Linked DNA regions of Sus scrofa: region 2 is linked to region 1. The links are chromatin contacts, called in public HiChIP or PLAC-seq maps. All regions are on one chromosome and are shown on one strand. The core of a region is the stretch at or near the end of the contact, and the rest is flanking DNA. Distances in the headings are between cores, read along the strand shown. Region 1 overlaps PIK3R1 (phosphatidylinositol 3-kinase regulatory subunit alpha). Region 2 overlaps LOC102159645 (a long non-coding RNA gene).

Region 1 (6,155 bases), core at 1,536-4,035:
ACCTAGGAAATCAGGCCACAACCCGTTCACCAATCGCCTCTACCAGCTGTATTACCTTTCTTTTCAATGGCTTCCACTAGCTTGATGAGAAGAGGCGGGGCGACATCAGGAGGGGCAAACTGCTCTGCCAGGTCTGGAAGAGTTGAAGCTGCAAATAAACAGAACCCCACGGTTATGGGTTATGTGTACTCTGGGGGAGTCCGGTGCCTCAGACAACAATGAAGAACACCAAGACACAAAGTCATGTTCTACCGAGACAGCGGCAAGCTCAGGCAGGAACAAGAGAGCGCCCTGTGCTTCAGAAGGCTCCTCCATGGCCACCCTCCAGCTGTGGCTCTTCCCACAGTGTGAAGAGTTTTGGGGGCCAAGGGGACTGGCTTGCTGCTTCTCTCCTAGGACACACTAGGAACACTTCCCAGAAGCCCAGGCTCCCTTGCCCCAGTGGCCTCTGAGGCCTCTTCCCCAGGGTCTATCCTCCCCAGGGCTGACCGCCCTTCAGGGGAACCCCCTTGGGCCCCGGGAGTGGGTGGAGGCTGAGGGGGGTGGGGCTCAGGACTGCATGGAGTCTGGATTTGCAAGGTCCCTGGCAGTGCAGGTGCAGGGCCAAGGCAGGGGTGGGTCCGGGCAACACTTTCGATATCACCATGCTCTTAGGGCAAAACTCAGAACCCAAGAAACCTAAATGCAAATCTGGCCTCCTGGTCATTGTGAAGAAATCACTGTCCAGGTAGGGGGCCAGAACAGATTTTACTAAACATCTGTTATTGTGATTTATAACTTTAAAATATTTAGACACAGGGTCACTTGGGCCTCCTTCTGTGCTCTTGCCCCAAGTCCCACAAATGTGGGGGTGAGCTTACTATCAGAGACAAAGCCAGTACAAATGACCCCCCCGCCACTTGACATTCAATGGAGTGCTTGTGCATGTGCTGTAGAAAAGCCTTTATCTGCTTACGTATGTTTTGGTCAGTTACCATCTTAAGAAATGTAATGCCTTCGTAAACTGTTTTTCCATGCTTTACCTACATGTTTTACCCAACGATACAAAAGAAATAAAATCCAATTGGATGACACAAATAATGTCCTTCAACCTTACACTGGTAACTGTATCTTTACTCCACAAATACATGAAACCATCTTAAGTAAAAATATTTTTCTCATAATATACCAGAAGAGGGAGCTAAATAGACTCATGTCAAATTCCTCAAACTGCAGAATATGAGTAAATGAGTAAATGAAAATAGCTACATGTGTAGTCTGTTTATCAGCCATCAATAAACTTTTAGACACTTAAGGTTCATAAAGGTATGTACTTTTATCTAGGAATAGTTTATATAATCTAAGAAAAACTGAATACTGACAACGTCATCTCAATGAGATCTTAGTGGTGTGATTCTTTATTATAAGCCACGTACCAGGTTAATAAGCAAATGTCTAATGAAGCCCATCTTTCTAGTACTGAGTCAGCATGGGAAAAGAACAGATTCACAAGACAAGAGTAAAGTCAGCTTATGTTGTTAAATTTTAACCTCATTTCTGTCATTTTGAAAACCCAAACCCTAGACTCTAAGACCCCTTTAGGTTGCAGTATTCCCTGAGATAGACTATAATGTGATCTTGCCACCTAACTCTATTAGCCATTCTAACTGCCCACGATAAAAGGAGAAGAGCTATGTTACGGAAGGAAATCGTAGAGCAGCACCCTCCCATAAAACCTGCTGTGATGATGGAATGTTCTATTAGTTGTGCCACCCAACAGGTGCTGCTGAGCACTTGAAAGTGGAGCTACTGCAAAGGAGGAAGTGAATTTTTTAATACTTACTGATTTAAAGTGAAATAGGTCTATCTGGCTGGTGACCACGGTATTGAAGAAGCCTATAATCTGAGCCAGGGCAAATTTTGCCAACAGTAGCTAAAAGATTCCCAAGTTGACTTTGTGCTACAAAGAGCCCATGATAAAGCTGTCCCCGAGAACAAGGAACCAGACATGGGCTTCAGCACCTGAACTCAGGGCATACAAAGGTTATCACTCAGTTTCCTGGGCCACTTTGTCCCATGGCAACAGCACTCAAACACATTTTACAAAGGCATAAAGGCAGGACAGATATGCCGCTAGATGCCATAATGATGGTCACGATGAGGAGAGCTGAGTGGGAACATCACCGCACCCGTGTTTTTCCCCCGCCTGCCTGCACCAATGGATCACGGGGAGAACCTGTGGAAGACAGATGCCTGGGTACGACCACAAACTCCCTGAATCAGGAGAGCCAGGAAGGGAACCAGCAATCTGTTTTGGGTTAACAGTACATTTTAGGACATGCTATTAGGAGAAGCAAATCCATCTGGGTAACCCTCACCCCCTGCCTGACAAAAATCCAGCAATAACTTCGGCCAAAATCTATAAAAATATGAGGATACCTGAAAAAGTGCTAGAAACACCAATACCTTGCAAGGTTTGTAGTCTTGAGCATTGAAAGCACGGTTAAGATTTAAAACAAGAAATACTAGAAAATGAAAGAGCACAACATTTCATTTCCTCTGACAAATGATCAACTACTTCCCTTTGCCTGAGCTGATCAGCTCACAAAAACCTCCTCCCCCGTAAATGCTTTCTACACTGTGCAAAATATCATCCCAGCAGCATAAGGTGACAGAAGGAAAACATAAAGGTAGGGACATGTTACTAATGGGGGCTCACTGTAGTGTTTCTCCATGGTCCTCTCAAACTTACAGAGCTCACAGCACATGCCAAGGTCCAGAAAGCTAAAAGCTAAACAGCAAACACAGGAACCCACAAATCCACACAACACTCGTCCAACCAACATGCCTAGTTCCTCCTTCCTGTTCTTCATAAATTACACAGGCATTTTTTTTTTTAATAAAGTTGGCAACTGAAAATGGAATTACTTAATCAAGGTTTATCGCCTTGTAGAATCTTATCAACACAATCATTTCTGCAGGCAAATATGGAAGTTAAGTGATAATTAGAGATTTCACTTAACAGTGATTGAAATATGCATCTGACAGTTGTTCTATTACTGGGTTGGCAAATACTACATATAAAGTTGTTTCTACTGCTCTTATTTCTTCACTTCAGCTTGAAGAAGGTGGGGGTGGGGGGCACACTACCTTATTTCCTTAGCCTTTCAATGTGTCTCTGGCAAATATGGTAGTTACCTTTCCATATCCTGAGCTGCAAAATACCACTGGTTTTACTCATTCAAATGCTACATGAAGTTTCTAAAAAGCATTGTGATGGCGACCAGGTCCTTGCAACAACACCTCACAAAGTGCACCCTGGAATATTTTAATAAGAAAAAACTAGACCATATAGTGTGGAGTACAGGTACTCCTTTTGTACTATATTGACTGAACATATCACTGAATTTTTAATATTGAAGAAAGTATATTACCCAAGTAGAGAAATCCATCCTACCTGATCAAAGTTTTGCCATGGGAATGTTAAAAGGTAAATTTTACAAAGAGAGAAGACTTTTTAAAGTAACAATTCAAGGATTTCCTATTCTCTAGCACAATATCTATGATTCAATCCATTTCCCCTTTAAAATGTTTAAACATAGGGAATGAGGAAGCACTACACAAGAAGCCTTTAAAGTTCACATTTTCCACTTTGGGCACCAGGATCAATTAGCAGCGAAAGTCGAAAATGCCGTTCTAAAGCAAAATACTAATTATTTCAACAACCCTAAAATCCACCATTCCTTTAATTTTATCAAATATACAAGGTCAATATTTACATTTCTGTTAGATCCCACCTTAGGAAATTCCAACAGGAAATGACAGTTGCTAGGAAGTACCAAATTTGGCAAGTTGTCCTCTGAAAAGTCCATGATAAAGTACCATATCACACAGTTCAATAAACTAAAATGTGATATAACTAAATATGCATATTTAAATATACAGAGATTATATATGGCGACTATCAAACAAAACACAAATTACCAGAGCATGATTCTCATCAAGTTGACACATCAATTCTCACTTGATTTCGCCTTCCAGACAGACTTTTACACCTGAATGAAGAATTTTTTTTTTTTTTTTTAAATCTGGCTGTAGCCAGTGTGTATGTCTGGATAGCCAAGTCTACTCTTAAAACTCTGGGTGAATTTTCAACTCCCCTACTTCAGTCCAACATCAGTTTTTCATTTGGGGAATCATTTTTCATCAGAAGAAATCTGTATCGCTTAAGGAGAAAGAAGACAAGAAGAGCAGAAGGCTCTAAAAGCGGTGGTGAAGCCAAGACATGTATTATTTCAAAGGAAAAGGGGAATTGGTCCTTAACAAGGACACCAGTGAACGAGGTGTCCCAGGTTGCAGAAGAAATTTTTGATGACACATCAGAGCTGCATTTTCCACTAGGTCTCCCCACTCCGCTCTCCCCTCCCCACTTGCCCTGGTGACAACCAATCACATGGAACAGAAGAGCCCTTCTCTCCCAACTTAGGCCCTTCCCATACCACTAACACGGACAGGCCTGAACAGTCCTTGGGCACCAGTGGCGTGTGGGAGACAGTGGCATTCCTCACGGTAAACGGTGCCAACACCGCTACAAAGTGCAAGATGAAACCAGCACACAGCTGCACCTTTTGGAGCCTTCTCCATTAAAAAAAAAAAAAAAAAAAAAAAAAAGATATTTTAGAGTTACTGCCTGGCACGGATGAATGGAAAATTTAAGCTGAAATTCTGGACTCCAGAGACTGCCCAAGCCAAGTATTTCATTACTGATGGAAGGAGCTTGGAAGTACATAAAAAACTGCCACTTACCTTTTAAAATGTAACACAAATACACAGAAAGTATATGCAAAGTGTGGATCAATATTAAATTAAGATGCTTGTCTTTTAACTGTTGCTCAATCAAAACTTTACTCCTGTCTGACACAATCTCCCTCATTCTTTCAAATGAAAAAAATGTACATTCTGGTGGGCAAAAATCTAAAAAAACCCCAAATACTTTCCTTAAATACACCTTATAAGCACGTTCATACTTTATGCCTATATGGCTAATATCTTGAACGTTTAAACTTCTCAAGTTCTATGGGCAAAGCCATAACGAATGCTGGCTAAGATAATGCATCTAAAAACCGCAAACAAAACAATTCTGAGTTCCTTCATTTTGGACCACACCTGTTTAATCAGTAGTGGATAAATTATTAAAACTGTTAGGTTTAAAGCCAAAGACAGCTGGGTTTTAATCTTGGTTTTGCCACTTAGGGTATGCTAATTAACTTGAACCTCGGTTTCTTCATCTGTGACATGAGAATAATTTTAAGTATAACAAGGACTAAATGAGTGATATATAGACAAACATGGGTAAGCAGAGTGCCTAGCATGTAGCAAAGCACAAACTAATGGGTAGCTGCTGTTAACTTCGAATTATTCATGCAATCTTTTTTCATTATTATTAACAGGTTTTTAAAATAGCCAATTGCACTGGCAAATTTTAAGACCAGAAACTTTTTTTCTTTTTTTTTCATTTTAGGCTGCCCTGCAACATATGGATTTGGCAGGTTAAGGATCAGATCTGAGTTGCAGCTGTGACCTACATGGCAACCTCGGCAATGCCAGATTCTTTCACCCACTATGCCAGGCCCAGGATTCAAACCTGTGTCCTGATGCTGCAGAGATGCCACTGATCCCACTTCACCACAGTGGGAACTCCCAGAAATTATTATAATTAAGAATTATAAGAATTCTCGGAACTTTTTTAAGGTGGCAAGCTGGAAGCATATTTAACAGAGTGAACATCTGCAGTTTGCCTTTCTATATATGAAAACACTCAATATCTTTTCAGAAGTTATCTAATGAGTCATACCTACATTATCACATTATTTAAAATACATTGCACTTTTCCCTGATAAGGTCTGAGTTATTATACTTCAGTTTTCTGAATATAAAGGAAAGATGAAGTTGGAATGATATGGAGCTTAGTGGGAACAAGGACTTTTCCTTTGGAGGAGGAGGAAGAAAAAAAAAAACGAAAACAAGGGCAACTGTGGAGTTCCCTTGTGGCGCAGACAATAAAGGAAGGATTGAGCATTGTCACTGCAGCTGCTTGGATCACTGCCATGGTATAGGTTTGATCTCTGGCCCAGGAACTTCCACATGCCACTGGCATGGCAATAAATAAATAAGTA
Region 2 (6,155 bases), core at 1,060-3,559, 170 kb before region 1:
TCCCTGGTCTCATTCAGTGGGTTAAGGATCCGGCGTTGCCATGAGCTGTGGTGTAGGTTGCAGATGTGGCTTGGATCTGGTGTTGCTGTGGCTCTGGCGCAGGCCAGTGGCTACAGCTCCGATTGGACCCCTAGCCTGGAAACCTCCATATGCTGCAAGTGCGGCCCTAGAAAAGATGAAAAGACAAAATAATAATAATAATAATAATAATAAAGCACAAGTTATTAAAAAAAAAAATTTTAAATCATCCATACAGTGTAGTTATACAAGGTTTTGGGCATACAACCCTGCCCAGTATTGTGTTTGTATAAATATGCAATATGTGTGTATGCACAATATAATTTTATAGCATTTTTAAGTATGTAAAAGAGAGCTTATATAATTGAAATCATGTAAGTTAAAGACCTATATGGTGTTTCTCTACATATGCACATATCTAAATGTGTTCCAGATTAAAAATGGAAACATCTTCTTTTTTTTTTTTTTTTGCCATGCCTGCAGCATGTGTAAGTTCCCAGGCCAGGGATCGAACCTGAGCCACAGCAATGACCTGAGCCACAGCAGTGATAACTCAGGATCCTCAACCCACTGAGCCACGAGGGACACCAAGACACCAAGCGTTATTGGTATTCATTTGACAAGGAGACTTTCAGTGTTAGTTTTCTTCATTTTATTTAATTGGTGTGATGGCCTACACTCCATAATACAAAAGGCCCAGAGCAGTGTTTTGTGAAGAATAGTCCTAAGAATTACTTACCTCAGAATGACCTGGGGAACTTGTTACCATATCAGTTCTTAGGCTGGGGATATGATTTGAAGGGCACGGATTGTTGAGAGCTTCTGAACTATAGGTTGTTCTCTCTCTTGAGAGCAATGGCTTCATTTAAGGGGCAGGTTATCCTGTCATTTCCTGGAGAGCACCGTGGAAACCATGGGCATAGCAGAAAGGTCCACCCATTCAGGGCATTGAGGGAACAGGGCAGTGGCAAGGCTACATTCATCAAGAGGGCCCCTTGCCCTATGTTGCCAGGGACCTCCCACCCAGACCAGCTACTCAGCCAAGGACATTTCGGTCTCATCCTACCCATGGGTGGGCCCTGGGGCAGCCTGGCCCTGGAAGAATGGAGACAATCTCTCCAAGGATTCCTTAATCCTCTGCCGTTTCCAGTTCACCCTGTAGGTACAGCAGGCTGACCAAGACACCCCTGAGAACACAGGCTACAAAAAGACATCTCAATGACTCAAGACTTAAATCACTATCCTTGTCATTTAGCACAAAATAAAATCATATTGGGAGGGAGCGGGGCCTGTGTCAAAGTCCAAATATGACAGAGAAAGCTGTGTGGTATTAGGCAGATAGTTCTATCTCTCTGAGGACAGAACATCCACAAAAAAGGATACTGAAAGAATTGGCCTCTTAGAATTCCTGTAAGAATTACATGTGACAGTGTGTACCAAGTTTTTTTAAAAATGCAATTGAGGTATAGTTGATTTACAAGGTTGTGTTAATTTCTGCTGTACAGCAAAGTGACTCAGTCGTGCATATGTATTTTTTTCTTTTCCATTATGGTTTATCCTAGGGTATTGAATATAGTTCCCTGTGCTGGATGGTAGGACCTTGCTGTTTATCCCATATATAATAGTTTGCTTCTGCTAATCCCGAACTCCCAATCCATACACAGTTGGGCATAGGCTGTGTTGAGTCGGTGCTCAGTAAACAGGGCCACTGCTAGCAAGTAGGCTGTCTTTATGTGAATTACAAATAAAGCTGTCCTCCTTTGGGTAGACACATTAGAAAATACCCCCTTTCCTCTGGACTGATTCTGGCTGGTACCCTGGCTCTCATTTTGGTGGGCAGAGTACCCCCTCACTGGCCACACTTCAGCTCATTACAGCCCATAAAACTGAGACTGATCCTATTAGCTATAGTGATTCCACGTGAGGGAGGTAATGAGCTTGACCCAGGATTCTCCTGGCAGGCTTTGCAGATGCCTGCTGTGTCCACGCGGAATGGGGATGCTGCGTCTCCCTTCGCAGAATAGCAGAAGCTCATCTTGATACATTTCAGCGAGAACAAAGGCAGGAGGACAGCTGAATTTCTTGCTCTGAGCTTGGTACCAGCTGATCATGCTTCCTGTTTCTCTGAGATCTTCTCTGACGGAGGCGACTTGCTCTTTCAAATTTGGTCGTTGCCCTCTAGCTTTCCTGTGTGAGTCAGCGCGGCTGCCCTAGTGCCCCCTGCTCCCTCCCGAGTCAGTGTCTGCAGTCGCCCTGTCCGGCCTCCCCAGGTAAATCCCCCTCCACGCTGGGGTGAGTGTCCCCGCCCACGTCGCTGCCGGGGTACGTGCGCCCTGGGACGTGAGTCACAGTGCCGTCCTCCTCAGCTGCAACTATTATTGGAATGCCTGGGCACGCAGAGCACGCTCCCTTCCCGGATTTCACAGTCCTGTGCTTGGGATCTGCAAATCTCACTGCGCAGCCTGAGGTTCCACTTGGGTGATCACAAGCTGATTTGTGCTCACGTCGGAAAGTTTCTAAGAAAGGTCTCATTAGGCCAGGCATGACGCACCCTCCCACCAGCATCCACTGTGTGTCTCCAGCATGTGCCTAGCAGTATGCCTGCCTTTTTAGGTAGCTCAAAAGAAACCGCTCTGGAGTTCCACATGATATTTAGAGAAGGGCGCAGTAAAGTGAAAAGCAAAAATGAGCTAGAGAGGGGGCAGGAGAGATCTTTTTGGACAGAAGCACGTGGAGAGTTCAACCTGGGAGGGGACGAGGGATGGGGAGAAGACCACCAGGAACAGGACCTTGAGGGGAGAACCAGTGATGTGAGATGCTTGGACAGAAATGCACAGTAGAGAAGGCATTATGCTTATTTATATAAACCTAAATATTGAGCTATTGAGAAATTGGAAGCTTCTTCTCTGTGGCAGGATGGTAATATTTACTATTGCCAGACAGTGTACCTGCCACAGATACAATTCCTGTCTCCATTTTACAGATGAGTAAACTGAGGGGCAAGAAGATGAAGCCCTGAGCTCAAGGTTATGTTGCCAGCAGGTGAAGTGCACACAGGAGCAGTCTTTAAGCATTAACCTCTGTGGCTCAGGGTAAGAATAGATATTTTTTTTCCAGGTGGATATTTGAAAGCAGGCAGGGGAGATGCCTTCAATTTGTTAATTATTCTATGAAATCTGATAAGAGCCCACCTCTTGTATGCTAAATCTTGATTTATGCCCAGCTGGCAGGGATCTCAGGAAAGTTCTGGTGCTCTTTATAGGCTGGATAATCTTAGAGACAGATCATAGGTCTTGAGGTCAGTTGTCCAGTTGAGTCAGTTGAGTTCCATGTTGGTCTTGCACTGACTGAGTTCCTTACAGAGAGAGAGAGACAGAGAGAGACAGAGCAGTTAGCTTCCTCATTTTCCCTATGTGACAAAAAAAAAACAAAAACAAAACAAACAAACCAAAAACATGAGCATGACAAAAAAGAAACAAAAATTAATATCTTTGGATAGAGCATTTTCAGATCCTAAGAAATAAAACCAAAAAGGACAAAAAAGCTTTGGGGGCAACACAGAGGAGGATCCAGGAAGAGGTTGCAGGTGGTTCTGTAGGGTACCAGTAGGCGTGCAGAAAGAAAACAGGAGAGGGATGAGAAATTCCTCTTCAAGCTGCAAATGCACACAGCATCCCAGGATGCCTGGGAGCTGCCTCTGTCACTTCTTTCCCCTGGTAGCAATGGACTCACTTCACTTGGCAAGATGGTGCTGGTACAGGCACTTCCATAAATAAAGGCCAGTGGGTCTTAGCCTCTTCCTAGCTGCCAATCTCATTCTGAGTTTCTCTCCTTGCCCCCAGAGGGGCTGCCTTATAAAGTGAAGAGAAACACCTGCTCTCTTCCTTCAGCTTGATTGCAGCTATTCAAATTAACATGAAGGAAGAGGCTGAAGTTTTCCCCTCATAAGCTGAGCCAATGTGGAGTTTGGGATTGGCAGGGAAGTAGAGCCATGGGGCTCCTTTTTATTCTTTGATCTGAAAGGGAAAACTTACACTTCTGCAGTTAGGACAAACTGAGGGAGACTGGAAGTTTCCTTGAAGGACAGCTAACCAGAAACCAGGTCACTGAGTTTTTTCCCACCTCCTCTCAGAGGTGTCCTAGGATGTGCATCTCAGTATCCACCTGGTCCCCCTCCCCTGTCCAGCAAGACCCTGGCACAAAGAATGAAAGGGGTCTGTCTGAAATTAAGATAATTGTATTGGACACTTACAGAACACGTATGACACCTGGAATATTCTCATTATAATTCTCTCAGTCTCTTTGAGAGAGGTCCTATTACCATCCCCATTTTTTCAGGTAAGAAAACTGAGGCACTGAAAAGCCTTTGAAATCTGATTTAAAATCTGCTCTTTTACACTATTTATAATAGCTAAAACATGGAAACAACCTATATGTCCATCTACAGATGAATGGATAAAGAAGATGTGGTACATATACACAGTGGAATATTACTCAGCCATAAAAATGAAATAATGCCATCTGTAGCAACATGGGTGGACTAGAGATTAACATACTAAGTGAAGTTAGTGGAAGACAAACATCATATGATATTGCTTATCAATGGAATCTAAAATATGACACAAATGAACTTATCTACAAAACAGAAACAGACTCACATAAAGAACAGACTTATGGTTGCCAAGGAGGTGGGAAGGGGAGGGATGAATTGAGAGTTTGAGATTAAACAGATTCAAACTATTATATGTAGAATGGATAAAAAAAGGGGCCTTACTGCATAGCACAGGAAACTATATTCAATATCCTGTGATAAACCATAATGGAAAAGAATATGACAAAGAATATATATGTTTATATATATATATACACACTATATATATAGTGTGTGTGTATAACTGAATCACTTTTCTATGCAGCAGAAATGAACGCATTATAAATCAACTATACCTCCATAAAATAATTTTAAACCTACTTTTAGTACACTTAAAACTGTCATAATATTGTACATCAACTACATTTCAATTAAAAATATTAATAAATAAAAGCTGCTGCTTTAGTGGACCTGTAATGAATAGACATCTTCAGTGATTACAGTAAATTGTTTTTAACTGAAATAAAGCAATGCAATTGATAATAATATCCAAACAATCAGCTCTAGTGGGATGAAGACTAGAAGATATGTGAAGTTTCCCACGAGGGTGTGTGTGTGTGTGATAATGATGAAGAAAGGCAAGAGTCCAAAGGAAGCGTTCATTTTTAAGGCATTTGGTTGAGCTCTTTTGTGGCTGAGAGATGTTGCATTAAAACTGCTTAACTGGAAGAAAAGGCATTTCAAACCACTAGTAACACTAAAAACCACCAAACTGTTTTTGCCAAAGCAGTATCCCCAGATAACTGTGCTAAAAGTCATGCCAAAAGTAGGGACACCCCTGGAGCAGAGTCTGTTGTTTGCACACCCCTTTTTTGTTCTGCTACTCAGGTTCTCTGTCTCAGGGAAATTTTGCTCACATATGCTTGGGCATTCCAGACTTTTCAATGTGACCTCTCTGAAAACCTCCCCCACCAATCCCTCCAAAATACAGAACCAGAAACTGCTTCTGCCACGTCAGTTCAAAGTTCGCGTCAGGACAGAGTTCTTCAGAGGATGAAATGGTATGCTTTGGGCATAAAAAAACCATTGTGAAGGAAATGATTTGGGAAATTTAGAAAAAGAAGGGTCTGCAATTTTTCAATCCAAAGTGAACTGACAAACTTTTCAGTTCATCTTGTTTAAATCATGAACATCAGAAGCCTATTGTTTAGTATTTTTCAAAAGATTTTAGCATTCTTGAGGGTTTTTATTTTTGTTTTCTAGATCTACTTTATACTCTGAATATTCATAGACTTTTCCAGGACCTCAACAAAACACAACTGTAAAAAAATAGAATCCTTGACATGAACCCCAAAGAAAACTGATCGGCAGTGCTTTTAACTGAACTTTAAGACAAAAATGAGTTTTGCCAGTTGAATTGTGCAGAATCAGAACTGACCTTGTACCTTTTCTTAAAGTATTGAATTAGAAAAAGTGAGAATGTCAATCTGTTTTCCAAATTCATATTTAAGTTAATTCAAGTTTCTTAATTTCTCCTTGTTTCACA

Evidence for each region. HiChIP or PLAC-seq counts read pairs in DNA pulled down with a chosen protein or histone mark.
Region 2: a contact with region 1 is called in an H3K27ac HiChIP or PLAC-seq map of alveolar macrophages. The contact joins two enhancer-like sites. A contact is called at or near these places in 5 of 47 Hi-C or Micro-C datasets (heart right ventricle and liver) and 2 of 2 datasets of contacts at active chromatin or transcription factors (alveolar macrophages and skeletal muscle).

What each region holds. Positions count from the first base shown.
Region 1 is chr16:46,489,556-46,495,710 of Sscrofa11.1, reverse strand. PIK3R1 (phosphatidylinositol 3-kinase regulatory subunit alpha) reads right to left here. Exons shown (of 16, transcript XM_021076847.1): 3 at 56-148. Among named protein-coding and RNA genes, the nearest start is that of PIK3R1, 58 kb to the right of the region's middle. Within about 2 kb of position 2,785, at least 7 of the 83 cell types and tissues checked have an H3K27ac peak or open chromatin away from gene starts, as enhancers often do. A contact at or near this core is called in alveolar macrophages and skeletal muscle, where this site is marked.
Region 2 is chr16:46,661,710-46,667,864 of Sscrofa11.1, reverse strand. The region is part of intron 4 of LOC102159645 (a long non-coding RNA gene); the gene reads left to right. Among named protein-coding and RNA genes, the nearest start is that of PIK3R1, 230 kb to the right of the region's middle. Within about 2 kb of position 2,309, at least 48 of the 83 cell types and tissues checked have an H3K27ac peak or open chromatin away from gene starts, as enhancers often do. A contact at or near this core is called in alveolar macrophages and skeletal muscle, where this site is marked.